7 separate regions of the Mus musculus genome follow, and all the other regions are linked to region 6. The links are chromatin contacts, called in public HiChIP or PLAC-seq, Micro-C and promoter capture Hi-C maps. All regions are on one chromosome and are shown on one strand. The core of a region is the stretch at or near the end of the contact, and the rest is flanking DNA. Distances in the headings are between cores, read along the strand shown.

Region 1 (3,282 bases), core at 291-2,790, 910 kb before region 6:
TTTGAGCTGGAATTTGGTAATTATATCGAAATTCAGTGTCCAGAGGCCGGGGAAGGAGTGATTTCCTGTCCTGGGACCTTGGAAATCTTTTCATGGTCTTCTTAGCTGGGGTGAGAAGGGAAGGCAACGGTTACCATGGTGAGCCATGTTGAGTGGCTTCTCACTGAATTGTGCTTTGGCCAGTAGCTACAGTGTGCACCATTGTTTGGAGGTATAGTCGGTGTACTCTATGAGTGCTCCAACCAAGAAACTACTTTCCACTCTCAGACCTGGGACTAGATGCTCAACTCACCATACATAGTTTTAGAACAGCTAGATGTGTTTGAGGTGAGTCCTTGGGAGCACGGTGCTGGGGACAGAAACCACTGGTGACCCTGCTCGGGCCGTACTTGGCCTTTGCGAGGCAAACCAGAGGGAGAGATTTTGGGGATGGCCAACATGGCATATGAAAGATTCCCAGTTAAGTCAGAATGCCACGTTAACAGTGATGACTTTTTCTTTTTAGTGTGACTATGCATAGATGCTCATTATCTGATACAGATCACAGTCCATTTTAACTGGGCAGCCTGCTGTTCTTATTTGCTGAGCTTCACAGCCCTATATGGAGTGGCATCTCACTCCTAGGAATGAGCTGGTCAAAGTGTGCCCCTTACTGACAGAGGGCCGAGGGGCATCGATGTCATTACTGGACAATAGCATTATTATTTCTTTAAAGTATTTCCACTAGAATCCTCCATGTTGTGGGCTCAGTTTTCCTCAGCCATACGTATGTATATATCTTCTGGGTTTGCACTATTTGGCTCCTTCAGGCTTTTCTAAGATGGGAGGTTGTGGATAAAAAGCAACTCTGACCTAGCCAGAAACTCCCATCTTCCTTAAAGCGTAGTGGTGATTCTCAGATGTATTTTCCCTTGTTAACCCTGACACTATTACCAGTCAATCATGCCAACCCCCAACCCCAGTAAGATGCTGGCTCCCATTAAGGTGAACACAAATTCCTGGAGTCTTCCATACTTTGCGTTCCATGGTAGAACAGTGATCACGCCCGTCTTACTTGCTGAAGGTCCTAGGTTAGAGCCCCAGTGGAACCGTGATGGAAAAAAAAAAAAGATTCTGGGCCATGTGTGAGGGCAGCCTGGTTTACACAGTGAGCTATAGGGTAGCTAACCAGGGGTCTCAAAAACAAAACAAACCAAGGCTCTGCAGAAAGGCACGATCTAAAAGCAAATATAGATGACTACCCATCAGCCCCACCAAGTCATCAGAAAGTCATGAAAGTCATCAGCACCGTCAAGACCCAGACTTAACAAGGAGGAACTGGTTTTGCGCTCTTCATTCGCTGTTGCAATTCATCAAAGCCAAGTTCTCCAAGCCTGAGTGTGCAAACAGCCAGTTTTTCGTGCTTCTTTTCATTCGCTTTAGCTCACCAGCAAGCACTCAAAAGAAGTCTTTGCCTGTACATGGGGCGGTGATGATTGGCTTACATGGGGCAGATTAGCAACTCATGCCTTTAAAAACTATAAAGAACACTAAGGTGTGGCCCCAGTATCTCTGTGCAGACAGCACTGTCCTTTGATCTCACCACCATCTAACCCTGAAAAACAGTGTTTTCCATACTCTCTGTCATTCAGCAAGTATGTCCCAAACTCCACCTGGCTACCAAGCCTTCTGCTGGCCATGAGTAAACATGGCCTGTGAAGAGGGAACCTTACCCTAAATATGAAAGATCAAAACAAAACAAAAAAAAACATAAAAGATAAGAGCTGGTGATAAGAGGGTCTGGGAAGATGCTCAGCTGTTAAGAGTTCTCACTGCTCTTGCAGACGACCCATGTTGGCTCCTAACACCCAGGTCAGGTGACTCATAACCGCCTGTAATGCCAGCTTCGGGGAGACCCAGCATCTCTAGCCTCTACCCTCTGAGGGCTCCAAGACCCTCAGCAGATATCCCTGTATCCAGGACCCATGGGCCACCAGCACTGTGAGCAAAACCATTGTTTATAAATTACTCACTGTGCTAGTCAGCTGTAATAACGGGTGAGCCGATTCCTGACAACAATTTGCAGGAGAAGGGATTTATTTTGTGCTGTCATTTCTCAGAGGTTTTGACTTATAGTCAGCCGGATCTGTTGTTGCTGGGCCTTGGGAGGGCAGAGAATAATGACAGAGAGGGTAGGGTGGAGCCAAGATTCTCACCCATCCCCCAGAAGGCAGGAAACAGAGAGGGCATGGGTCCGGATAAGATCTGCCTTTCAAAGACCCATGCGGATTGATCCTACCTCCTCCAGCCAGGCCCCTAACTCCTAAGCTTCAATTACTTCTCAAAATAACGCCACCCGCTGGGGACCAAGCCTTCAACATAGGACCTGTATTGATATTCACATCCAACAATGCCCACATAGCAGTATTCTGCTGCAGTAGAAAACACAGGCCTTCCCTTTTTTTAAAAAAAGAGAAAGAACTGACATATAAATCGCTTCATTGTAACGAACTCAGACAAAAAACATCACGCATTGATGTAACGATTCAAATGTTCTGCTGCAGTCCCCGACCGACTTTTCTTCACTCCTGGTATTCTACGAAAAGCTGAATCAAAGGAGGTTGTGTACCCAGGACTCAAGAAGGTAAGGGTAAGACACTGGGTTGGGAAAAGAGAGAGACCACCAGCCAAGAAAATCTCGACCCTTCTCACCATCTCCACTCTTGGAATCCCAGTGGTCTTGTGCTTAGCTCTCTGGTTCTACAAGTACTCTCTTCTAAGCAAGATCCCTGATCACTCATTTAAATCAGCTGCCAGCTAGAAAGGCCCATCTCTGGATGTGGTTCTCCTGGCTAATTCCCTATCACCCACTGGGACTGGAGAGGGAGGTCTGGTTTTCTTTTCCCTCCCCCCCCCTTACCCTCCTCCTGTTCCCCACTGCCCTTCTCCTCCCTCTTACCCGCACCCCCTCCCCCAACCCTGGCCCCAAATTGCTCTTCTCTTTGCTTTCTCCTTGCTTAGCGGTTTTTGAGACAGTCAGCTATAGTAGTAATTAATCTCAACCGGGGGTTTCTTCCCTGCCTTAATCATTCAGTTCCCAGATAAACAACACAAAACTTTTATATTTATAATAATCCAGAGCTGGGCAGATATCTACCCTCTATGCTATTATGTCCATTTCCCTGCCAATAACCCTGCAATATGACTTGCCATACTCTGCTTGGGTCACTCCTCCTCCAACTAGCCAGCTCTCACAGCCAGTTCTCACAATCCCTTACTCCATGGTATCCTTCCCCCTCCCCC
Region 2 (3,372 bases), core at 78-2,577, 890 kb before region 6:
TCCACACTGAGGCACAGGGGCCTCTGGGCCATGCATGGAAACTGCCTGATCAAGAGCGGGATAGTTCAGTCTGAACATTTGGCATTGGGTACTGAGTGTAGACAGTAGAGTCCCTGGCAGTTTGTGCAGCACCGGAAGTCCTGGGGTACGTGATCAATTCCGTAAGAGGAGGAATCCTAACTCTTATCTGTTCCAGACAAGGAAGGAGACTACTGGCCTAGGAAAATACCTGACAGACAGAGTGTTTAGAAAAAGGGAAATGGAAATTAAGGAGTGCCCTTGGGGATCCTGGGAGCTTTTCCCTCCTCCATCTCCTGACCTCGCCGTCCTATAGAATCTGAAAACATTTAACATTTTTTTTAACTGAATACGCTCCTTCCCGCCCTCCCCCCTCACACACACACTCCAGCTTTCCACTCTTCGTTTACAGAGAACTAGATTGGAATGTAAACACCCACTTCATTGTTCTCTTAGGAGCATCATTCTAAAGAATCCTCACAGCCCCTTAGCCAGCTCGGCTAGACGGCTGCAGCCGGCCATTATTGCTCCGAAGGGATGGATACGCTGACTGTGCACTCAGTAATAATGCTACTCGAGTCGCAACTAACAGCCAGGGGAGGTGATGTCTCTTCACCAACGCAAAACGCTGAGCTGGTAAACCCGCTGCCGCCGCCGCAAGCAGAACCACAGAGCAAGGCTCTCCATCTGTCACCTGGCAGAGCGCCTTTGAAAAGGGCTCAGCTCCCAGCCCAGTCTGCAGACAGAGCAGCCCTGGCCGGCTGATCCCGCCCCTCCCCTCCCTCCCGCCCCACTGAATTTGCTGTTTGCGACTTAAAGAACCAGCCAGACTCCTTCTCTCCCTCCATTACGTCCCCAGTTCTGTTCATTTGTCTTCGGCTCTGTTGTCCTTGGAAGGACACTAGCTGTGGCTTTATCATGTCTCCTCAGGGGTTTCCTTAAGTATTTAAAGGGACACCCCAGAGTTTTAGAGAGGGGAGTATAAAGGGCTGGACAGGAGTGTGATTTTGGACAGCTGATCTTTCTCCCTGACTCACTTGCGCCTCCCTGCCATCTCTAAAAGCGAGGCAAACCTCTCACGATTGATGCCCTTGGGGAAAAAAAAACTGCCTTATTTAAAACAACTCCACCGCACACACAGCACACCACGCCCCGCAGACCCGCAGCGTGGGCAGTCTTACTTGACTGGAGCTTGGGGTCACATTGAGCAGGGCACGAAACCTTGTTCCTATACCGGGCCATCTTGTCCCAAAAGGTCGCCTTCCCGCCCTGACAAGGCAGTAGTACTCCGCTCTGCGCCCCACCCTCTGCGCGTGCCTTTGTGAAGCGTCGCTATGGAGACGCCTCAGTCTCCGCCCCTGGACCCAGAGGGTGAGCGCATCACGCTGATTCCTGACTTTCATGGAGTGCCCTAATCCAATAGTTCTCAACCTATGGACTACGACTCCTTGGGGGTGGGGGGTGTCGAACGAACTTTTCACAGGGGTCACCTAAGACCATCAGGAAACACAGATGTTACCATTATACATTACAATTCATAACCGTAGCAACATTACAGTTATGAAGTAGCCACCAAACAATTTGTAGTTGGGGGGGGGGTCACCACCACATGAGGAACTATATTAAAGGGTCGCAGCATTAGGAAGGTGGAGAGACACTGCTCTGGTCCTTGCAATACTATGCCATTGTTTTATGTATTGGCAAATACGAGCAAACTGGAAAAGGCTGGAAAAAAAAAGTTTATTTTAGCCTGGTATACTGGTGCTCACCGGTGATCCGAGAACTCAGGAGGCTAAGGCAGGAGCCCAACCCTGGAAAGAGATGCCTTGTCTCAAAATATTAAATACCCCGAATATTAAAAACCCAGAAGCAGACAGACAGACGCCCAACCGCAAATTTGTGTCCATTCATAATTTTCAATGTAAGCAAAATTGGGCAAGGTTGGCATGGAAATCTGTAGGACACAGCGACTACACTCAAGGATGAGAAAGATGTGGTATAAGGGAAAGGTAAAAGTTTCGGCATCAGGTCTGTGTGAGGTCAACCCAGAGCATCCTAAGCTAGTGTCTAGTTACTTCAGGGAAACATTGGGCACAGGCTAATTACGGAGAGTCCAGAGGGATAATGGATGCAGCAGGGTCATCCTCCACTACATAGTTTGTCCAGGGGCAGCCTGGGTTACACCAGACCTTATTTTTAATAAATACAAAAAATCCCAAACTATATTCCTAGTACCAATCATAGGATGCCACTTTGTTACTGTACACTGGCCGGCTGATCCTACCCACTTATACATGTTAGAGTGTGGCTTTTAATTTTTTTCCACTTGTGATCACACTGTGCCTGAGAAATTTTTATGCCAGCTAGAGTATATAAGGTATATAAGACAAATACACAGGTCACATGTTTATTGATAATGAACCATGAGGAGCTTTATTTTAAAAAGCAATTCATTGCTGTGCATACAATTTTACCATCTATGAAAGATATGAAGCAAATTTGCATATTAATGAGACGTCATATTATTGAGGTTGCATATTAATGAGATGACCTGTTTATCTTACATAAATAATTAAATCTCGGCTGAATAGGAGATGCTGAATATGAGACCATCTTCGGGGCTTTTCAGAATCCATCAATATTTTGGTTCCTATAATCACCAGTACTTGGAAGACCATTTTGGATAAATGCCTGGCACAAAAGGTCAGAAATGTGCTTAGGACCACTTCAAAAAACACTTGGAAGTTCTGCCCTGATCCCAAGCCAAAACTCACTTAAAATGTTTTTATAAAATTCAGGACAGCAAATCAAATAGCAATTAAAAAAAAAAAAAGAAAGAAAGGAGCATTCCTAAGTGAGACTCAAAGGGAAATGGGAAGGACTGCATCAAGGATCCCAGTTCTTTAGTGGGGATGTGGACAGCGTGTGTCAAAATGTCCACCATAGCTTTCTTCCGGGATACCATGACCTAGTCTTGTCTCTGTGGTCTAGCTGAATACCATAAACCCTGCATCCCTTTTATCTCGATGTAATACCCTGGTCTTCTTGTTCCGCTATACACAGTAACCTCACTCCTCTGTTCAACTCTATATAATAAACACTCTGAGCTTGCTTGATTTGATTTTGAATTACCAGTTAGCATTGAACATCCAGAAACCTTGTAGTGTTGTCAGATTGATTGATTGACTGATTATTGATTGTAGCTCTCTGGTTCACTTATGGGACCCCCTCACAACACAAGAAACTATGTATTAATCACTGACTGCAAAGGGTATTTCATGTTCATAATCTTGGCAACTGCCTGACTATTGGCCACATAGCAGGTTCTTAGTTACTACTGAATGCCTCCAGATG
Region 3 (3,336 bases), core at 657-3,156, 820 kb before region 6:
TACATTAAATTAATTAATTAATTAATTAATTAAATGCTTTACAAAGAATATAAGCCTGTAACATCATGAGACACTGCTGCCAGGTGCCAATCTCTCAAACACGCTCCTTTCTATTAAGGGAAATTCTAAGCCCTGGCAGGCGCCGTGATAGGGCATCATAGCACAGCGACAAGCTTTTGCATCGAAGGGTCGGTCTGATTCTCGCCCTTATTTTATGTCTTCATAGGAAAAAAAAAAAGTCAAATCAAGTCTATTTCTTCTTTTCCTTCTGGGGGGGAAGTCAGAAGTACTCATCAGGTGTGGAGATACAAACTTGCTTCTTCCCACTGACAACCCCCAACCCCCACTCCCAACACTGAGGGAAGTGTTCACTTCCGCCTAATGAGAGATCCAGAGCAGGAGGGGAGTGTGGTGTGGAGGATAAAGCCCAATCTACTGTTTATTCTGGCGCTAATCACAAGTGGTTTACAGAAAAATGCCCTCATTTGCTTCCAGCAGCTCCAGCCTCTCAGCCATGTGAAAGCTGTCTTCAGAGTCAATTGCCTGTCATTTTACTGATTTATGTTGAACAACGGCAAGGACCCCTCGAGGTATTCGTAGCTGGCTTGATGATTCACAGCGTATAAAGTGACACTGGGCAGTGTGCTTTGGTTCAAATTCCATCAAGATGGAATTTAAATTCCCTCCACTGTGTGTTCGCTGGGGAAATGCTTTGATGAGCAGGACCATTGAGCCTTAAAAGAAGGAGCAAGAGCAACCTGGGCTTCTTCAAATGGTGGCAGAGGCTGAGCCACATCTTCTTTTAGCCCTGGGATGTAAAAATGATACTCGAAGTGTTTAAAACAGCCATCATAGATGAGTTTCCCCAAGGAACGCCGATGAATGACAAAGGACAAAACCCATCCTGTAAGGTCGAAGGACCTGGGGATTCCCCTACTTGTTCAGATTCCTGCTTGTCAATGAACAGTATCTGATTTCCTTGGAACCTTCTAACAGGAAATTCCCTTTAAAAATGTAACTCTTGAAGGAATGGCCTGCTCAATTATTAACCCATTATAATGATTGTCTTCACTTCGGTGTTTCAAATAGTACAGATTTGCTTCCATGCCAGTACCCACACCCCATCCCCTCCAACCCCCCACACACTCACTGTCTGTCCTGAAGCACTAGAAGCCTCCACGTCTTTAGGAGTTACTCTCCCTCTTGGGTCCCGAGAGTCCCCACATGCTAGAAGATTCTTCCATGCTTCTCCCAGGATTCCTGAGCTACAACCCTGAAAACAGACAAGATGGAAGTGGATGCTTGTTTGTTCATTCGTTTGTTTCTTTGTTCATTTTTAAGTCCCCCCTTAAATCAACAAGAAGTCACACAGATGATTTAAGGATAGCCAACTGCTTTCTCCTGCATTTCTCAGATAACAAATTCATACAATGTTTCAACTGAAGATAGACTTTGAGCTCTGACTCGGCCCACAAAGTGAGGAAACCGAGGCACAGGGACTTCCCGAGCTCAACTGAGCCCCGGGATCCTTAAGGATCCAGTCACAAGCCAGACTGAGCTGTCCAAATGAAGGCCGGTTCCAATCTCATCTTACCCACATCTCTAGCTTGGGGGTGGGGGGCGAGGGGGGGTGGGGTGGGGAGTTGGAGGGGGGTGGAGGGGAGGTGGGGACTGCTCAATCCGACCCGTTCATTACTTTTAATTCCTCTCTCAGGCTCCAGTTCCCCCGCCCCTTTTCCCTGTCCCCTGCCCTATTTAGGCGTTTCCAAACTGGCTATGGTCTTTGTGCTCCTGATTTTTTAACTCCTTGCCTTTGAGCTGGGGCAGCTAGATTGAACTAGAGTCCCGGTGCCCTTGATGTGTGCTGTCTTACCTCATCACGCCACTAGGTGGCAGTGTTTCAGAGCAGTCCTGAGCCCTGCAACGTGGCTCTGGGCTGGGCCCGGGTTCTTTCCAGCACAAACAACAGTGAGCTAGCAGGCAGAGCACATATTCGCTGTCGTGCTTGGGAAAAGATGAGCATTCAATATTATGGTAACGAGGAACAGAGGTCTGCAACCTGTCCGCGTGCTTTCAGAGCCTGCTTTATCCACAAGGCTGACATCTGCCGTCACCTTCACAAAGGAATCTCAAGTGGGGAAAGCTGTTTGGGAGGTGCCCTTGAAACGAATTACTGTCACCTTCTGCCCTCTTCGGTTTTTTTTTTTTTCAGCCCACCATTGGGCCCCGATTTCATCCACAAAAAAGCATCAAGCAAAGAAGAAGAAAGGCAATCCCTGGGGCATTATGTGTGTGCTGGACAGGATAGTAATGGTGCAATCCTTCTAATGGCTTTGGTCACTGCAGGATGCTAGCTATTAGAAGGAGCCGTTTTAAGGGAGGAGGAGGGAATGGGGGGACGGTAGGGATATCTGCTGATTACAGTGCGGTCAGGAACAGAAAGTCCATTTAAAGGAACACAGGCATAAAGCTGGACAAAGGGGCGTTGTTTGTGGGCTTAAGGTATATTTAGGGCTTACAGTGTAGCATCTGAATTATTCGTATAGCTCAAACTCTAAGTGCAATGTCTATGATGGGAGACCATTCCAAGAGCTACTTGGCTCCACCCCTTTGTTAGGAAGTCCCTCAGGGAACTATCAGGAATGTGCCCTGAAATCCTTTACCCATTTACATCAGGGTCAATGGAAGACAAGCCAGATGTTTTCCTTTCAAACAGGTGAGAGCCGGATCAAAACTGTGAGGGGCGTGTTTGATTGCCTCGGCTTCTGCTCCAGTCTCCCCATCCCAGCCTCCATGTAAGAGACAGTCCTCAAATCCCACTGGTGGGCCAATCCCTCTTGCTTTACCCTCATTCCTTACTCTGTACTTTGCAACCCCTTACTGGCCTGACACTAAAATGAAGAAACTCCAGTCTTTCCCCAAGTATGACCCATTAGGAAATGAATGAAGTTCTCTCCACTTAAGAAAGCTGGGGCTGGCCTTCCGGGGACTCAGAATGGAGATAAAATGGGGCTTCCCCTCCAGCCAGGCTCTGGCTCAACAGGTAGCAACTGTTGCTCTATGTGTGGATTTTATACCCCGGCTTAAGGAGAAGAAAGATGTCAGTTGCTTAGATACCAGTGCATCCTATCATCAAGCAAAACGTCTGTCTCCTGAACTGAGAGTGCATATAACCCTGAGGAGAGAGAATTCCCGAACACAAAGCGGGGAACACTGGATGCTCTGTGGTGGGATCGAAACCCACACATGGGTGATGCTGATGTGCAGAGAGAGGCACGTGAGGTTACAGAAGCCATCATAGGACGTCTGAATGTGAGACCTCGGAGAAAGAGAGTA
Region 4 (3,581 bases), core at 1,066-3,565, 560 kb before region 6:
TGAGCGGAAGGATCTGGCGTGGAGGCCTTTCAGCCCCACCACGGTGTGTGGAGAGTCTCCTCCACACCACTGTACTCCTTGTGTGAATGCATCTTTGGAAATATCCTGAAGTGAACATCCGACTTCCAGAGCTTTGCCACATGCTGATAGCTGCGGTTGGAATGTGGTTTTCATCTGCTCCCCCGAGGCTCTTACTGAAACTTAATTCCCAGTGTGAGGTATTAAGCAGCGGAAAAAGTCAACCCAACGACAGTGTTCAGAGGCACGGCCTATGGGAAGGATTAGGACTAATAAAGTTGTCAAGAGTAGAGGTCCCTTGAATAAATCCCTGTGGCTTCAGAAGATGAGGGAGAAGGAGTAGTCAGACACATGCACACACACCACACCACACACATACACACTCCACACACACACACACACACACACACACACACACCACACATATACCACACACACACACACCACACACACACACACCACACAAACTCACATACTGCCCGTTGCCATGTGATGATACCCTAAGCCGTTCTGGACTCTGACAGCAAGAGAGCATCTCTCTACATGTGAACCATTGAACCCCCAAAGCTAAAATGAACCTCTTCTGTTTACAGTTACCCAGCCTTGGGTATTGTATGATAGGAATAAAAAGAGGTTAAACTGCTGATCTGTTTCACTCTGTAACACCAGCAAGCTTTTGTGGTGTAGCCATTCAGGGCTGCCTTTCCAGCGACGGGGGAGGGGGGCTTCATCATATAGAAGCATCGGGCTTTGCTCGGCTGCTACCAGGCAACATGAAGACTCTCTGACTAGAGCATTGCTGTAACGCTTAATCTCCAGTGAGATTATTTCATAAAATATTGATTTTTTTTCTTGCACAGAAAGGGGATAGTTCATGAATAGAAAATGCTCTCACGAGCAAGAATTCTTCAGTTCCCTTAGTTCATAAGCACGAAGAGTAACGAATGAGTCTGTTTTACAAAACAAGGCTGACTTCTACCATACCAACTGGGAGAGTCGGAGCTAGGAAGTCTTGGTGTTAGGATCCGAGGAACTGGTGTTCCAGGGACCTAACCCTGAACACCAGGGTGCAGCTTTTCCTGCAGACTGTAAAGGTGAACTGCAGACATGAACTTCCTTCCCAAGGTGTAGGCTCTTCTTCTCCTCCTCTTTCCCTTCCTCTCTGTCACCCTGTTTCTCCTTCCTCCTCCCCTTTTCTCACCTCAGCCCCTGCCTAGCTATAATCAGATGCTGGGGTTTTAGCATCTTGCTAGACTGCTACAGACCAGTATGTCCCATGAGGTCTCGATGTCTTGAGAAGGCAGCAGCAAGGTCAAAGAGACAGGAACGGCGGCGTTTCAGTTGTGTGTCCCCACCTTCCCTTGAATCCACTGTGACCCTTGACCTGCCTGCTCCCAGGTTAGAACAGCGAGGAGTTAGAGAGCCAGTGCTCCCAGAATCTAAAGCCTCATTACGTTCTCATTCACATTCTGCTGGCTAAACGAGCTGTTGTGAACAAGCCAGCAAATTATTCCTGATGTTTGCCTCCTGGAGGAACATTGAAAGGTCATGTAACCATCAGAAATACAGCCAGGCAGTGGTGGTGCATGCCAGTGAATCCCCATGCTTGGAGGCAGAGGCAGGTGGATTTCTGAATTTGAGGTCAGCCTGGTCTACAGGGTGAGTTCCAGGAAGGACAGCCTGTGCTACACAGAAAAATCCTACCTCAAGCAAACAAAAAAGGATCAGAAATGCACACGCATGTGTGGGACGGTACTTTAAAAAATAAGCCCAATGCAACAATTAACAGTCAATGCTTCTCATCCAATTGACTAAAAAGATAGAAAACAGTCATGTCAGTGCTCAGGTGTATACCCACCACCGTGAGACTGAGGCAGATGAATCTCACATTGAGGCCAACCTAGACTGCATAGAAAATTTCAAGCCAGCCTGAGATACAGCAAGGCCACTACCCACTTACACCCCACCCCACCCCCATTCAGCCCACTAACAAAACGATAAAAATAACAATCGACAGGCAAGGTAGGAAGCCCTGGAACCTGCACACACTGCTGTAGACACTGCCACTGCTTTGCGGCTTGATGTGACATTTCAGCATAGTCATATACACAGACCTACAGACAGATACACAAACAGAAAAGCTGGAATGGGGCAGCCTGTGCTTGCTCTAAGTCACAGTACCTTGTTGCGGATGGGCCTGGTGCTGTCTGTATTTTGATGTTAATTCCACTCTCCTGGGAGGGTTAGTGGGTGAGGAGTGAGTCACAAACTCAGGTGACTTCTTGTAAACCATCCCCTAATAAATAGAGGAGCCAATCGCTGGTCGGTCGAGTAGGAGGGACTTCTGGGTTGGATAGGGGAAGAGAGGAAGAGGAAAGAGAGAGTCCTTTTTGGACTGGGATAGTGTGAGGACAAGATGTAGCTACTAGTTTCTCCTGGTTTCAATGGCAAATCCGTCAGGATTCGACAGTAGAGGATTTAGATTAAATAAATCTTACAAGATTAGGATTTTAGTTGTTGTGGCCCAGTGGTTGAATTATTGTTGTTTCTGAACTAAGTTTGTGTTGCGTTTTCCTTCACGCGTCAGCTCGTCTGGGCTCAAGAGAGAAAGGTACGGTGACAAAATGTGGGTTTGCCTGATGTGCACCCCAAAGGCCATGGGGGATTTGAAGCATGGGGCTGGCATGGTAGCAACCCACCAGTGGGAACCTAGCAAGCTGGGTGGAGAGATCTTGAAACTCTAAGTCAGAGAGTCTCCACAAGATAAGAACAGGCCAGCTAAACTGCCGGGGCAGAGAGTAGCTGGGTCAAGCATGGGAACTTGCTGTTTTAAAAAATACTTCCCGCAGCAGGACCCTGAAAGCATGGGGTGTTTGTTATACACTGTTGACCAGGGAGGCAGGATTACTGCAGTCAGCTGAACAAAGGCTGTGTTATTACATACAGATAAACAGGTGTAGTTATTATACACAGCTGAACAAGAAGGCTGCCTTAGCTAATCTCAGTAGGTTACGTCTCAGTAGGAGAGTGAACCTTAAGCCAGAACAGGGCTGGGGTGGGGCTGCAGTGGACATTTTCTGAAACACTGTCAACATTCACCACCAGACGTGAAGAAGAGGTATTTCCACCCCTCCCTCTGAGACTCATCTAGGGAAGATTGCTACTCTCAAGGCTCTGGGGCTGTGGGGTCCTTGACATGGCGTGGCTGTGCCAAACAATACATATTCTCTTGGGACTTCACCTACTCCCTGCAATGAGCGGCTAAATACAACATAGTTGTCTGCATAGTCAAAGAGTATTAGACAAGAGGATACAGGGGCTGGAGAGATGGCTCCGAGATTAAGAGCTCTGGTTGCTCTGTAGAGGACCTGGGTTTGCTTCCCATAACAGTCACTCACTCATAACAGCCTGTAACTCCACTTCCGGGGAATCTGATTTCCTCTATCTGGCCCCCGCAGGCGCTGTATGCATGCGGCATACATACATACATGCAGGCAAAACACCCAGACACATACAATAAAAATAAATGTAAAAATAATTTTAAGTAAGAATATTATATAAAT
Region 5 (3,527 bases), core at 19-2,518, 780 kb before region 6:
ATGTCTGAGTGTGTCTATGCATATGTGTGTCTATGCATGTGTCTGTCTGTGTTTCTGTGTGTGTATCTGTGTGTCTGGTGTGTGTGTGTGTGTGTGTGTGTGTGTGTGTGTGTGTGTGTGTGTTTATTCTTACCTGGGCACCCTGGGAAGGACAAGAGTGTGATCAGACCCTCCACAAAGCTATCAACAGCACACATTCCATTTCCTCAGGAAACAGAGGTTTCTAACACCCACCTCCCTCTTCTCAGCTGCCTGTTTGGCACTGTGAACATCTGACCCTGTCCAGCACCACGTGAGCAGAGTTCAGTGGATGCAAGTTATGGAGAAGCAATGGGTTCCCTTTATGGTGACTACATCCCATCCTCTATCAAATAAAACCAGGAGGGCTACTGGGGCCCCTGTAGAGACCTATACTCTTCAAGATCCTTATGATAGAATCTAGGATATTGTTTATGCCACATTACTAGAACCAAAGTCAAATCTTGGCTCTGTAGCCTTGCTGTTAACTTGTATGTATATGTATATGTATATGATGTATATGTATATGTATATGTATATGATGTATATGTATATCATGTATATGTATGTGTATGTATATATGTGTATATGTGTATATGTGTATACGTGTATACGTGTATATGTGTATATGTGTATATGTGTATATGTGTATATATGTATATATATACTAGAGCCAATATATACTAGAACATATATACATATATATATATATACACACACACATATGTGCATTGCTGCTCACCTTCTCAGAGACATAGATGTCCTTATCTAACAAATAATAATGGTGATGGAAATATTTTCATGGCAACCTTAATAAGATAACAAGAGCTTGTAGGTAGTGACTATATGGAACTGAACTGGGTGACCCCTCCCATACCCCACCCTCCCACCTACCCTCCCCTCAACCCCAAGAGTTCATGTTGTGGTGAATGTGGGTATGCACCCAAACTCATGGGGAAACCGTATGCAGGTACTGTTCAAACTTCTCAGGTTTGGCCAGGGATCTGACACTTCTGATTCCATCCAAGTCTGAACGAAGATCATTACTGTTATGTTTTTTTTTTTTTTTAAAGCAACGGGCTGGCTAGTCTGTCAAGGATATGTCCCATCAAGACATATGTTCCTGCAGGCTAGTTGCAGAGGATGCCAGAGCCTCCCTGCTTCTCAGGTTTTCTTCCCTGCCCTGCCACACCAGGGTGGCTCTGAGCAAGGTAAATATTTAATCAAGCATCTTGCATAACTATCACCGATTCAACTGTTCTGGGAGCCGTGGAGCAACAAGCTGGCACCTGCTTAAGTGGTCCGGCTCCTGGAGGCACTGTTGTTGCCAGCATGGGGAGTCTGTTGGCCACCAGTGGCTGATAGGTAGCAGAACTCTCTGGTCTGTTAATTGTCTTGGAAGCAAACCCGGGAGTAGAGAGAAAGAGAAAGGGCCTGTAATTAAAGCTTCCCTTGGGCAGAATTTTCTAGCAAGGGCAGTTGGCAACAAGCTCTCTGAGCTGGGCCTGGGGCTTTACAGATTCTGGCGACAGCCAGAGAAGAGGCTATTGTTGTCGCTCAGAAAGGGAGTCTCAGAGCAGTTAAGTGATTCACTCCAATTCCACAGCCACTTGGTGTCAGAACCAAGGGATGCAATCAGAGTCGGGAAATGCATCTGCCTTCTGACAAAGGCAAGCGGGACCACTCTCAGGTAACCCCGGAGCCCTGACAGCAGCCTTGCTCAGTACTGAGCTCAGGACACAAGGCTACAGGCATGAGCCGCTGGAGCAGGCTGGCACTGCAGAGATGCTTCATATGCTCGGCCTCATTCTGGTGCTTTGCAGTGGGAGTTTCTTCCTGTCTCATTTCAAGCTGTGTATTTATTAAGACCCAAGGGTCAGGCCTGGTAGCATATCCCTGTAATCCCAGCCCTTGGGAGGCGGAAGCAGGAGGATCACAAGTTCGAGGCCAGCTGAGCCTATGTCACAAGTTCTAGGTCAGCCAGATCTACCTATTGAGAGCCTGTCTCTAAAACCAACAGAAGGAGCAAGAACCAAGAGGCAGACGAAAACAGAGCAGTGTAGGGTGAGGGGCTCTGCTGCCTCTGAAGAGAGAAAACTTTGCCTTCCCATGATCCTACCCAGCTGGCCATCTTCCTCTGTTCTCTGACCTTGACCAGCTCCGAGCTCAGCACAGCCAACCTTTCCACCCTGTGTGCCCTGGGGTATCCTGATCCCTTGCAAGCCCTTCAACCATGTTTCCATCTAACAGTTCCCATCAAAGGTGAAGTGACCTGTTCAGAGGCTTTCCAGTTCCGGCCCCTCTCTTCTCTCCACACCTCCTGACAAGGCTGCATGTTTACATGTAAGGGCTTCTGTGACCCTCAGGCCCTCGAAGAGGTTCAGCTCTACTTTTCTAGGATGCACCCATGATGCACACAGAGGGCACACTCCCAAAGCCAGTCGGATAGCTGAGGGACCAGAGAGAGCCTGGAAGCGTTGTACACCAATTCCACAGTCTGTGAGTTCTGCATGTTTAATCCCATCCTTTGCAATCAAACCTCCTCTGTGGCAGGGTTTCCTCTGATGGCAGTAGGAAAGGCTGCCTTGTAGAGCACTCCTTAGGAACAACCAAGCCCTCAGGGACTCCAGTGTTCACCAGCTCTTGAGAAAATGGCAATCAGGACCAGAATTGAGAACTGTCCCCAAGTCTCCAGGAAGGTTGCTCTAACGAACAATTGAGACAATTCATCTCACTTTTAAAGAACCACTTTACCCCAGAAGTATTCATTGAGCAGCTACAAAGAGCTAGTGACAGCGTGAGTTCTTTGTTTCTTCTCTCTTGGTTTCTTCATTATAGGAAGCAGAATAATGCCCCTCACCCACAGATGAGATCAGGCATGTTCAGGGTAGTACAGTCATAGACTCCCCACCCCTTCCACCACAAAGATGCCAATATACCCACCCCAGGAACCAGAGAGCATGCTATCTTACATGGTAGAAGGGACATGGCAGATATGACTCAATTAAACACCTTCAGGTGGAAAGAGTTTCCTGGGTTATCTGGTAGACCTACAGCAAGCATATGGAGTTTTAAGACATGTGATGAAAGAAGAGACGCACCCAAGAGCCAGAGAGAGCAGGAAGCTTCTGGAAGCGCCAAAAGATCAGGGGGAGGTCTCTCCCTAGCACCCTGGAAGGCATGCACCCCCACTGACCCCCGGATTGTAGTTTTCAGAACAGTGAGTGAGGCATAGAGTTTGTGCCATTTTAAGCTGGCCATTTGGATCATTTATCCTGGCCATGATAGTGGCCTAATCTGCTCTTCTTGAAGATGGAGGTAATAGAAGAATGTTCCATAGTGTGGTGGATAGCAAAAACCAACAGGCTAAATAAGGAATAACAGTGTTAGGAGGGGTGATAGATCCAGATTACCATGGGGAAATTGGATTACCTCTTCACAATGGTGGTAAGCAAGATTATGTCTGGAGTGTAGGAGATCCCTTAGGGCGTCTCTTAGTACTACCATGT
Region 6 (3,212 bases), core at 577-3,076:
AAATGCAACCAGGTGCAGCAAGCTTACTTTTAAAAGGCGCGGCCTTATACAGAAGGGGCAGTGGCAGACAGCATCCCGTAGAAGACATGCTGTGTGATTTTGGGCTCAAAGTAGGGGTCATTACATCCCTGGCAATGGGGCTGGCGGACAGCTTTCCTTCGTTCTGCCAACTTCTGCTTCTTGCCTTTCAACAGCACTTAGGTCTGTCAGAGCCATGGTGGGTGGTGGGGAGGGGGAAGGAGGCTGAGGAGAGTAGGCGTGGCATGGGAAAGGGGGCTGAGAGTAGGTGTGGCATGGGGAATTAACGTGGTAAACATCTTTAAATGGTAATGCAGTACTCCTTCAGAATCTGTTGGTGGACTGAAAAGCTTCAGTTGTTTGGATTTCCAGAAGGGTTCATGGTGGGGAAGGGTTCTGTGCTTATTAAACACACACGGAGAGAAACTACATTAAGAGTAGAAAACCATGGAACCCACAGATGCTGAAATAGGGAAGCCACATTGGGGTGAGCCTGGGCCTCTGTTTTCCTCTACGTTTGGATTCTTAGGGAGTTGGGTCTGTGATGTAGGCTCCTAGGAGTGTATGGAATGCCTTCAGCCAGGCCGCCACTCAAGAGACAAGTAGGTCCTCTGAAGTGTCCCGTGAGTTCCCGTCCGATGAGGGAACACGTGACTGGGGAGATGGTTCTGGGGAATGACGCAGGCTCCTAGACAACAGGGACTGCATAGCTCACGTCTGAACTCTCAGTGGCCGCAGAGCCTGTGGTGCACCTGTGCGTCGAGAGAGAAAGAGGATGAGTAGCCACCGTTCACGTCAGAAGATGTGCTGTTATTTACAAAACGATGTATGTGCCATGCATGAAATCATCCTTAACAGCACCCAGACTTTAGCCCTGGAAGGTAGGCAAGGCTGCCTTTAGGTGAGGTCACAACTGTAGGTGGGTGTAATAGTATCGTGTGGAGACTGCCCTTCCGAAAGGTCTGAGATATGAATAAGGCTCAACTGAATACTTGTGGTTTCTGTATTCTGATCCTAGATCCGTGGTAGACATTATTTTTTCACCTAAATATTCTAGCATCGGCATTATATTATGCTGTTTTAAATTCACAATACAATTACGTCACCGGGTCAAACAGGGGCTAGGCTGGGAAGTGGTGAATCTACATGTAGTCTCCACTACCACTATATAGTTTCTGGTCATTTCAATTAAGCGGATTGCAGCTTTATGGCCCTAGGACTTCAGGAAACGTGTGTTCAGACATTGCCTCTGCTTCACAAGAGTCTTGTTTCTGTTGAACTTCCACGGCCTTATTGGAAATCAATGATTGTTTCTGATCTTCAAACTGTCATGTTGAGGAGACCTAAAGATTAACTCACTCAATAAAATGGTTTGAGATTGCAGGATGTGGAGAACTTGCAATGATTAAAACACATGCTTCTGCACCACGGTGTGTCCTATTTTAACTGTGTCTACACAGTGCGCGAGGGAATTTCTCCGTGCAAGTTGTTTTCCTCCAACAATCCGCGTGATCATGGCATTTCTGGACACAGGTAGGGACTGACTCCAGAGCAAGAGCCTCTAAACTGAACCGAGACAAGGGCGCTATCCTTTCCTAGCAACTGTTGCTATGCGGGGGCGTGGCATCGATGCGGGCAAGGACGCCCCGGAGGCCCCTTCCCCTCACCTGCACAAACTACATTTCCCATGATGCTCCGAGAGGGCTCCGTTGTGACGAACGGAACAAGCGCAGACGGGGGCGGGGGAGGTGGGGGGCGCTATTCCCAAGTCGGCTCTCGGGCACCAGCAGGGGCCACCGCCGCCATGTTGGGCTGAGGCGATGACAGGAGGCGGCCGGGGCGTGTGGGATTGAGAAGTGGAGGAGGAGGCGGAGAGTCAGGGCTCTGAGGGGGAGCTGTTCCCAAGCTAAGGGAGGAGCCCCCGGAAGACGCTGCGGAAGGCAGGCAGCGAGGCGGAGGCGGCCGGAGCCCAGACGCGATGCGGCCCGACCGGCGCGGCTGCGCTGAGGCGCCCGCGGCCTGAGCCCCCCCGGCGCTGCGCTCGGTTCGGCTCGGCCCAGTTCGGCTCGGCTCGGCTCGGCGGCTGGCGAGGTCGATGCCCTTGAGCGCGGCTGCGCGCAGCCCGGCTGTGCGGCCCCGCGGCGCGCGCTGAGCTTCTCGGCGGCCCCGGCCGCTTTCAGCTCGGCGCTCGATGTGTAGCCACATAGTTATCTGTACACTTCGTCGCCGGGGCTTTAATGAGGACCTGAGTCGCGAGCGCGTGTGAATCACCGCCTGGGCCGGGGAAAGAGGACGGCGCATTTAACCCCCTCCCACCCCGCTCCATGTCCGTGTGTCACTCGGCTCTGTCCACCTGGCGCGGCGGGTCCTGGAGCTGCTACTGCTGCTGACGATCGGCTCCCCTCGCGCCTCTCGCCCCAGAAGCTCTTGTGCTCCCACGTAACTTCTACTTTTTTTTTTAATTTTTATTTTTTTTTTCATTTTTGGGAAAAGCTCAGCACAAACCGATCAGAATTGTGAAGGTTCTTTTTTATTTTTTCCGTAGTTCCAGCACTTCTGCTCTTGCTTTTTGTTTTGTTTTCTGCGTAAACCTCTGGCCCACTCTCAAAAGGCAAGATGTCCAGTCATGTCCCGGCGGATATGGTAAGTGAACGATAAGTTCCGACGTTCGGATTGTAGTGTGGTTTCCAATCTTATTTAATCGGAAGACGACGCTGGCGTCGGGGCGAAGGTTTCTGGGGCCCGGCGGGGGTGAGAAATGGGGGGCACTTCTGGAAAAGCCAATCTACTTGGCTTTGGAGAAGTTGGCTCTTCTGCCCCCCTCCCCCCTTTTCTTTTAGGAAGCACTGGTTTTTGGTGTGGTTTTGCAGCTTTTTCTTTCTTTTTTTCTTCTTCTTTTTTTTAAAACCACTGGGAGTCACTGGTTCGGTTGTGTTTCCTAAGTCGCCGGAGGCAGGGAAATGCAGTGGAAGCGGAGGAAATTCCTTCCCGATTGCTAGAAGGCTTTCAAGGCTTGGATTTAAACGCTTCGGGAAAACGTCAAGGGCTGTGTGGACACGGCCGGGGACGGGCGGCGAGCTGGATACCTAGGGTAGGAAGAGGCTGTCTGGCTCAGTGACAGACAAGATCGTTCAGACGTAGGTGCACACTTGATACATTTCAGGGGCAGCGGCGCACCTCTTTGGAAAAAGTCT
Region 7 (3,462 bases), core at 51-2,550, 680 kb before region 6:
ATAAGTGCACTTAATTCCGTTTGAACCGTAAGCTTTAAAGGGGTTAAAATGGAGCTGGAGCGATGGATAGGTGGTTGAGAGCTCCTCTCTTGCACAGGACCCGCGCTCAGTTCCCAGCACCCGCCTTGAGAGCCTCACAATCGCCTCCAACGCAGGCTCCAGGAGAATGCGACGCCCCGTTTGACCCCGAGGGCGCTGAACTCAGGATACACGCCAACACCCAGATACATGATTAAAATAAGTCTTTGAAATATGGCTCAATTTATACCAAGAGAGTAGCAATAGCTAAGTAGGAAGAGCCAAAGAGAGGAGGAGCAAGAGAAAGGGGGGAGGGCGGGAACGGGGACAGTATTTGGGATGTAAATATATGAAATAATTAATTTTTTTTAAAAGGAGGAAGGGTATGGAAGCTTGAAGAGCGGGACCTGAGGTCTGTGAAGTTGCCCCCTCCTCCCCTCCCGGTCTTTGGGGTGATGGGGGAAGGAGAGGTCTGACAGGGGCTCTGGCAGGTTTATCAAAGAATTATCCTTTCTCCCCCTCCCTTCTCTCTTCCTCCTTCCCTTCCCTTCTGCCCCTCCCTCTCTCTCCCTCCCCCTCCCCCTCTCTCCCTCCCCCTCCCCCTCCTCTGAGTGGGCACAATGCTACCTACCCCAACCCTCCCAAGGCAACCCCAAGTCAGTGAGTTAAATTCAGAAGTCAGGGGAAGGCCTAGACGTCACTGGCTATTTTAAAAGAGCGTTTTAATCGCCATAAATCCGATTCTGCAGTCCCCCTAAGCCATGAGTGCTCGAAGGAGGCTCCAGTCCGCTAAAGGGGTGTGAATTTATTCCCAGGAGGTGACGGGGGAGGGGCGGCGCGGTAGGTTTTTAAACGTATAAAGTATAAAATTCCCATGGCCCACACAGAGATCCACAGTTTATCAACCTCGATAAGCGGGAGGCGACGAGAACACTCAAAGGGGAGGGGCGGTAACAACCTTGAACAAGGGCAGGGCGCCCTGGCTCGGAGCCCACGCAGATTCCCGGAGCCTCACCCGGCGCCGCCCTGCTCTGCGGAGGATTTGCTGGGCTCGGCGGCTCCGCCCCTCCCCGCCCTCGCGCAGTCTCAGCCCGCAGGGCTCAGCAGGGCCTGGCGCCTCCCGGGAGTCCGAGGCGGCGACGCCCATGCTGGCCGCGGCAATGTGTACAAAGCGCACGGCCGCTCAGGCAGCTGTGTCTCTGTGGCGCAATCGGTTAGCGCGTTCGGCTGTTAACCGAAAGGTTGGTGGTTCGAGCCCACCCAGGGACGGCAGCGTTCCTTTTAGCAAAAAACATTTTTAGAAATGTTTTCTGCCATCCTGGGACGCCCAATCTGTTTGATAGCTTTCTAGGGCTCAAGCTACAAGCGGGCCTGCTGCTTCCACTAATTTTCAAGAGGGTACATGTAAGTCTGCTTTTTGAGTTTGGTCCAATTCTGCTCAGGAACAGCTAGGTGTTTTTTGCACTGGAAACCGGCAACCGGGACCACCCAGAAACAGCACCATTTGTGTGGCTCAGAAAAAAAAAATAATAATAACAAAAAATAAAAAATAAAAACAACAGCAACAACAACAAAAAAAAAAAAAACAAAAAACGACCCGCGGACCCTACTAATACAGTCTACTTCCAAATGGATGAGCAACAGATAACATTGTGGGCAGAGAGTTTGGGGACAGCAGGCCACGCTGACTTTAGCTAAGTGGCTCCCAGACTTGGGCAATGGGTTTGAATCTAACTACATTATATTTAATCTTAGACTGCTGTCAATTTCCCCCATCACATTTAACTTTATCAGAAATTGTATAAGTTCGTGTTTAAAAGTTTTAAAAGAGAGCCAGGAGTGGCGGTGATGCCTTTAATCCCAGAACCCAGAAGGCAGTAAGGCAAATAAATCATGGTGAATTCCAGGACAGCCAGGGGTACATAGAGAATTCTTGTCACAGAGGACGTTTTATGTTTTTTTCACAAAAGACTTTCCATAAAGACAGGAAGTTGTGACGTGAGGGTTTTGTGTCTGGGATCTACACCCACTCCTATAGAATACAGAGAACGGGAGTCTACAGAGTGGTTCACAACCTGTGGGTCACGACCCCACTAGGATCGTATATTAGGAATTCTGCATTAAAGATATTAATAATGATTCATAACAGGAGCAAAATGACAACTATGAATGAAATAATTTCATGGTTGGTGGTCCCCATGAAGAACTGTATTAAAGGGTCACAGCATTAGGAAGAGTGAGACCCACTGTCCTATGTTGACGTAAACACTCCCGAGCTACACTGCAAGAGCTCTCACTGCTAGCCACATCTGGCTTCTGAGTACTTGAAATGTGACTAGGACAACTGAGGGATGAGTGTCAGAGTAACGCCAGGCCCTTGATTAACATGGGGTGGAGACGGTACTGTGCGTGCATCTAGCCCCGAGCTCTATCCTAGCACTAAACAGAAACAGCAGGAACAGGGCCTTACTGGCCTAGAACTCATGGCCCGGCTGCCTCAGCCTTCTGAGTGCTGGGATTATAGGTGTGCGCTGCCGTGACCAAGAAAGACTGGATGTCAGTGAATTTAGTCAAATGCAGTTTTAGTTTTTAAATATAATGTCTAATTTTATTGCATTTTTATTGACACATATGTATGTACATGCAACCACATGCATGTGGAGGTCAGAGAAAACTTTTGGAAACTGGTTCTCTTCTGCACCCTTAGGGGTCCCAGACACTGAACTCAGGTCTGTAGGCTCTGCAGGGAGCACCTTCACCTACTGAGCCATCTCACTGGGTTAAATTTAAGCAAATTTAAGTAAATGTGAGCAAGTAAATTACAAACAATTCAGGATTAGAGGATGAAGTTCAAGACTGCTATGGGTAGGGTGTTTGTGTTCCCCCGAGTTCCTGTGTTGAATTCCTCCCCGTTGATAGTACTGGGCCCTCATGAGGGGGTATGGCCCGCACAAGAGGCCAAGGGAACTGGTTTGTCCTTTCTACCATGGGGTACAGTAGCATCAGAAGCAGATGAGACCTCACAGGGCACCAAATCTGCTGGTGTTTTTGTTTGTTTGTTTTTGTTTTTCTGACACAGGCTTTCTCTGTGTAGCCCTGGAGTCTGGGAACTCGACAGGCTACCCTGGAACTTGAATGCTTCTACTAAATACCTGCTGACTTAAAAAGCCCAAAGGAGGCTGGGACACTAGGCAGAGTAAGAGAGAATTCCCTAGAATGTTGTTAGGCGCATGCCTCTCTGAAGTCTCCATAATGCAAGGCATGAAGATTCCACACTGCTTATTGGTACATACCTCACAGGAGAAGCAAAGAAAGAGTGGTGGGCCACATGATCATGTCTACACTGTAGGGAGTTGGGTTTGTTTGTTCGTTTGTTTTGAGACAGGGTTTCTCTGTGTAACAGAGCCCTGGCTGTCCTGGAATTTGTAGACCAGCCTGGCCTCG

The links. Promoter capture Hi-C pulls out the DNA fragments that hold promoters and counts their contacts. Hi-C and Micro-C count contacts between places; a contact is called where the count stands out from the background. HiChIP or PLAC-seq counts read pairs in DNA pulled down with a chosen protein or histone mark. Capture Hi-C pulls out chosen DNA fragments and counts their contacts.
Region 1: a contact with region 6 is called in an H3K4me3 HiChIP or PLAC-seq map of the SCID.adh cell line, with 8 read pairs. The contact joins the enhancer-like site here to the promoter of Ubl3 in region 6. A contact is called at or near these places in 4 of 39 promoter capture datasets (the 3T3-L1 cell line, cranial neural crest, frontonasal cranial neural crest and 1 more) and 4 of 115 datasets of contacts at active chromatin or transcription factors (the SCID.adh cell line, embryonic stem cells, large pre-B cells and 1 more).
Region 2: a contact with region 6 is called in an H3K4me3 HiChIP or PLAC-seq map of the SCID.adh cell line, with 17 read pairs. The contact joins the promoter of Tex26 here to the promoter of Ubl3 in region 6. A contact is called at or near these places in 5 of 39 promoter capture datasets (the 3T3-L1 cell line, cranial neural crest, frontonasal cranial neural crest and 2 more) and 4 of 115 datasets of contacts at active chromatin or transcription factors (the SCID.adh cell line, embryonic forebrain, large pre-B cells and 1 more).
Region 3: a contact with region 6 is called in an HNF4G HiChIP or PLAC-seq map of pancreatic cancer cells. The contact joins the enhancer-like site here to the promoter of Ubl3 in region 6. A contact is called at or near these places in 4 of 39 promoter capture datasets (the 3T3-L1 cell line, the HPC-7 cell line, hippocampal neurons and 1 more), 1 of 15 datasets of contacts at CTCF or cohesin (large pre-B cells), 1 of 484 Hi-C or Micro-C datasets (reprogramming fibroblasts) and 7 of 115 datasets of contacts at active chromatin or transcription factors (the 230-238 cell line, the SCID.adh cell line, T-cell acute lymphoblastic leukemia and 3 more).
Region 4: a contact with region 6 is called in a Micro-C map of embryonic stem cells, with 3 times the contacts expected there. The contact joins the enhancer-like site here to the promoter of Ubl3 in region 6. A contact is called at or near these places in 1 of 39 promoter capture datasets (pre-B cells), 1 of 484 Hi-C or Micro-C datasets (embryonic stem cells) and 2 of 115 datasets of contacts at active chromatin or transcription factors (the SCID.adh cell line and large pre-B cells).
Region 5: a contact with region 6 is called in a promoter capture Hi-C map of liver, with 2.3 times the contacts expected there. The contact joins the enhancer-like site here to the promoter of Ubl3 in region 6. A contact is called at or near these places in 3 of 39 promoter capture datasets (liver and pre-B cells), 1 of 15 datasets of contacts at CTCF or cohesin (large pre-B cells), 1 of 484 Hi-C or Micro-C datasets (the G1E-ER4 cell line), 7 of 115 datasets of contacts at active chromatin or transcription factors (the 230-238 cell line, the NIH/3T3 cell line, the SCID.adh cell line and 4 more) and 1 of 9 other capture datasets (macrophages).
Region 7: a contact with region 6 is called in a promoter capture Hi-C map of adipose tissue, with 2.8 times the contacts expected there. The contact joins the promoter of 2310047D07Rik here to the promoter of Ubl3 in region 6. A contact is called at or near these places in 2 of 39 promoter capture datasets (hippocampal neurons and pre-B cells), 2 of 484 Hi-C or Micro-C datasets (cardiomyocytes and embryonic stem cells), 6 of 115 datasets of contacts at active chromatin or transcription factors (the NIH/3T3 cell line, the SCID.adh cell line, bone marrow-derived macrophages and 3 more) and 2 of 9 other capture datasets (adipose tissue and liver).

The regions. Positions count from the first base shown.
Region 1 is chr5:149,457,644-149,460,925 of GRCm38.p6, reverse strand. Tex26 (testis expressed 26) reads right to left here. Exons shown (of 7, transcript NM_029464.2): 5 at 1-105. Among named protein-coding and RNA genes, the nearest start is that of Tex26, 20 kb to the right of the region's middle. Within about 2 kb of position 1,540, at least 8 of the 459 cell types and tissues checked have an H3K27ac peak or open chromatin away from gene starts, as enhancers often do. A contact at or near this core is called in the SCID.adh cell line, where this site is marked.
Region 2 is chr5:149,437,615-149,440,986 of GRCm38.p6, reverse strand. Tex26 (testis expressed 26) reads right to left here and starts at 1,327. Exons shown (of 7, transcript NM_029464.2): 1 at 1,200-1,327. The coding sequence starts at 1,260.
Region 3 is chr5:149,374,606-149,377,941 of GRCm38.p6, reverse strand. It overlaps a transcript of Medag not described here. Among named protein-coding and RNA genes, the nearest start is that of Gm38753, 8.7 kb to the right of the region's middle. Within about 2 kb of position 1,906, at least 94 of the 459 cell types and tissues checked have an H3K27ac peak or open chromatin away from gene starts, as enhancers often do. A contact at or near this core is called in the HPC-7 cell line, the SCID.adh cell line and pancreatic cancer cells, where this site is marked.
Region 4 is chr5:149,111,410-149,114,990 of GRCm38.p6, reverse strand. No RefSeq gene overlaps it. Among named protein-coding and RNA genes, the nearest start is that of Gm38752, 22 kb to the right of the region's middle. Within about 2 kb of position 2,315, at least 13 of the 459 cell types and tissues checked have an H3K27ac peak or open chromatin away from gene starts, as enhancers often do. A contact at or near this core is called in embryonic stem cells, where this site is marked.
Region 5 is chr5:149,327,527-149,331,053 of GRCm38.p6, reverse strand. No RefSeq gene overlaps it. Among named protein-coding and RNA genes, the nearest start is that of Gm35620, 6.7 kb to the right of the region's middle. Within about 2 kb of position 1,268, at least 49 of the 459 cell types and tissues checked have an H3K27ac peak or open chromatin away from gene starts, as enhancers often do. A contact at or near this core is called in embryonic forebrain and liver, where this site is marked.
Region 6 is chr5:148,551,402-148,554,613 of GRCm38.p6, reverse strand. Ubl3 (ubiquitin-like 3) reads left to right here and starts at 1,826. Exons shown (of 5, transcript NM_011908.2): 1 at 1,826-2,661. The coding sequence starts at 2,635.
Region 7 is chr5:149,226,826-149,230,287 of GRCm38.p6, reverse strand. It overlaps 2310047D07Rik (a long non-coding RNA gene), which reads right to left and starts at 1,300. Exons shown (of 2, transcript XR_003956021.1): 1 at 977-1,300. It overlaps n-TNgtt14 (a tRNA gene), which reads left to right and starts at 1,214; the gene lies at 1,214-1,287.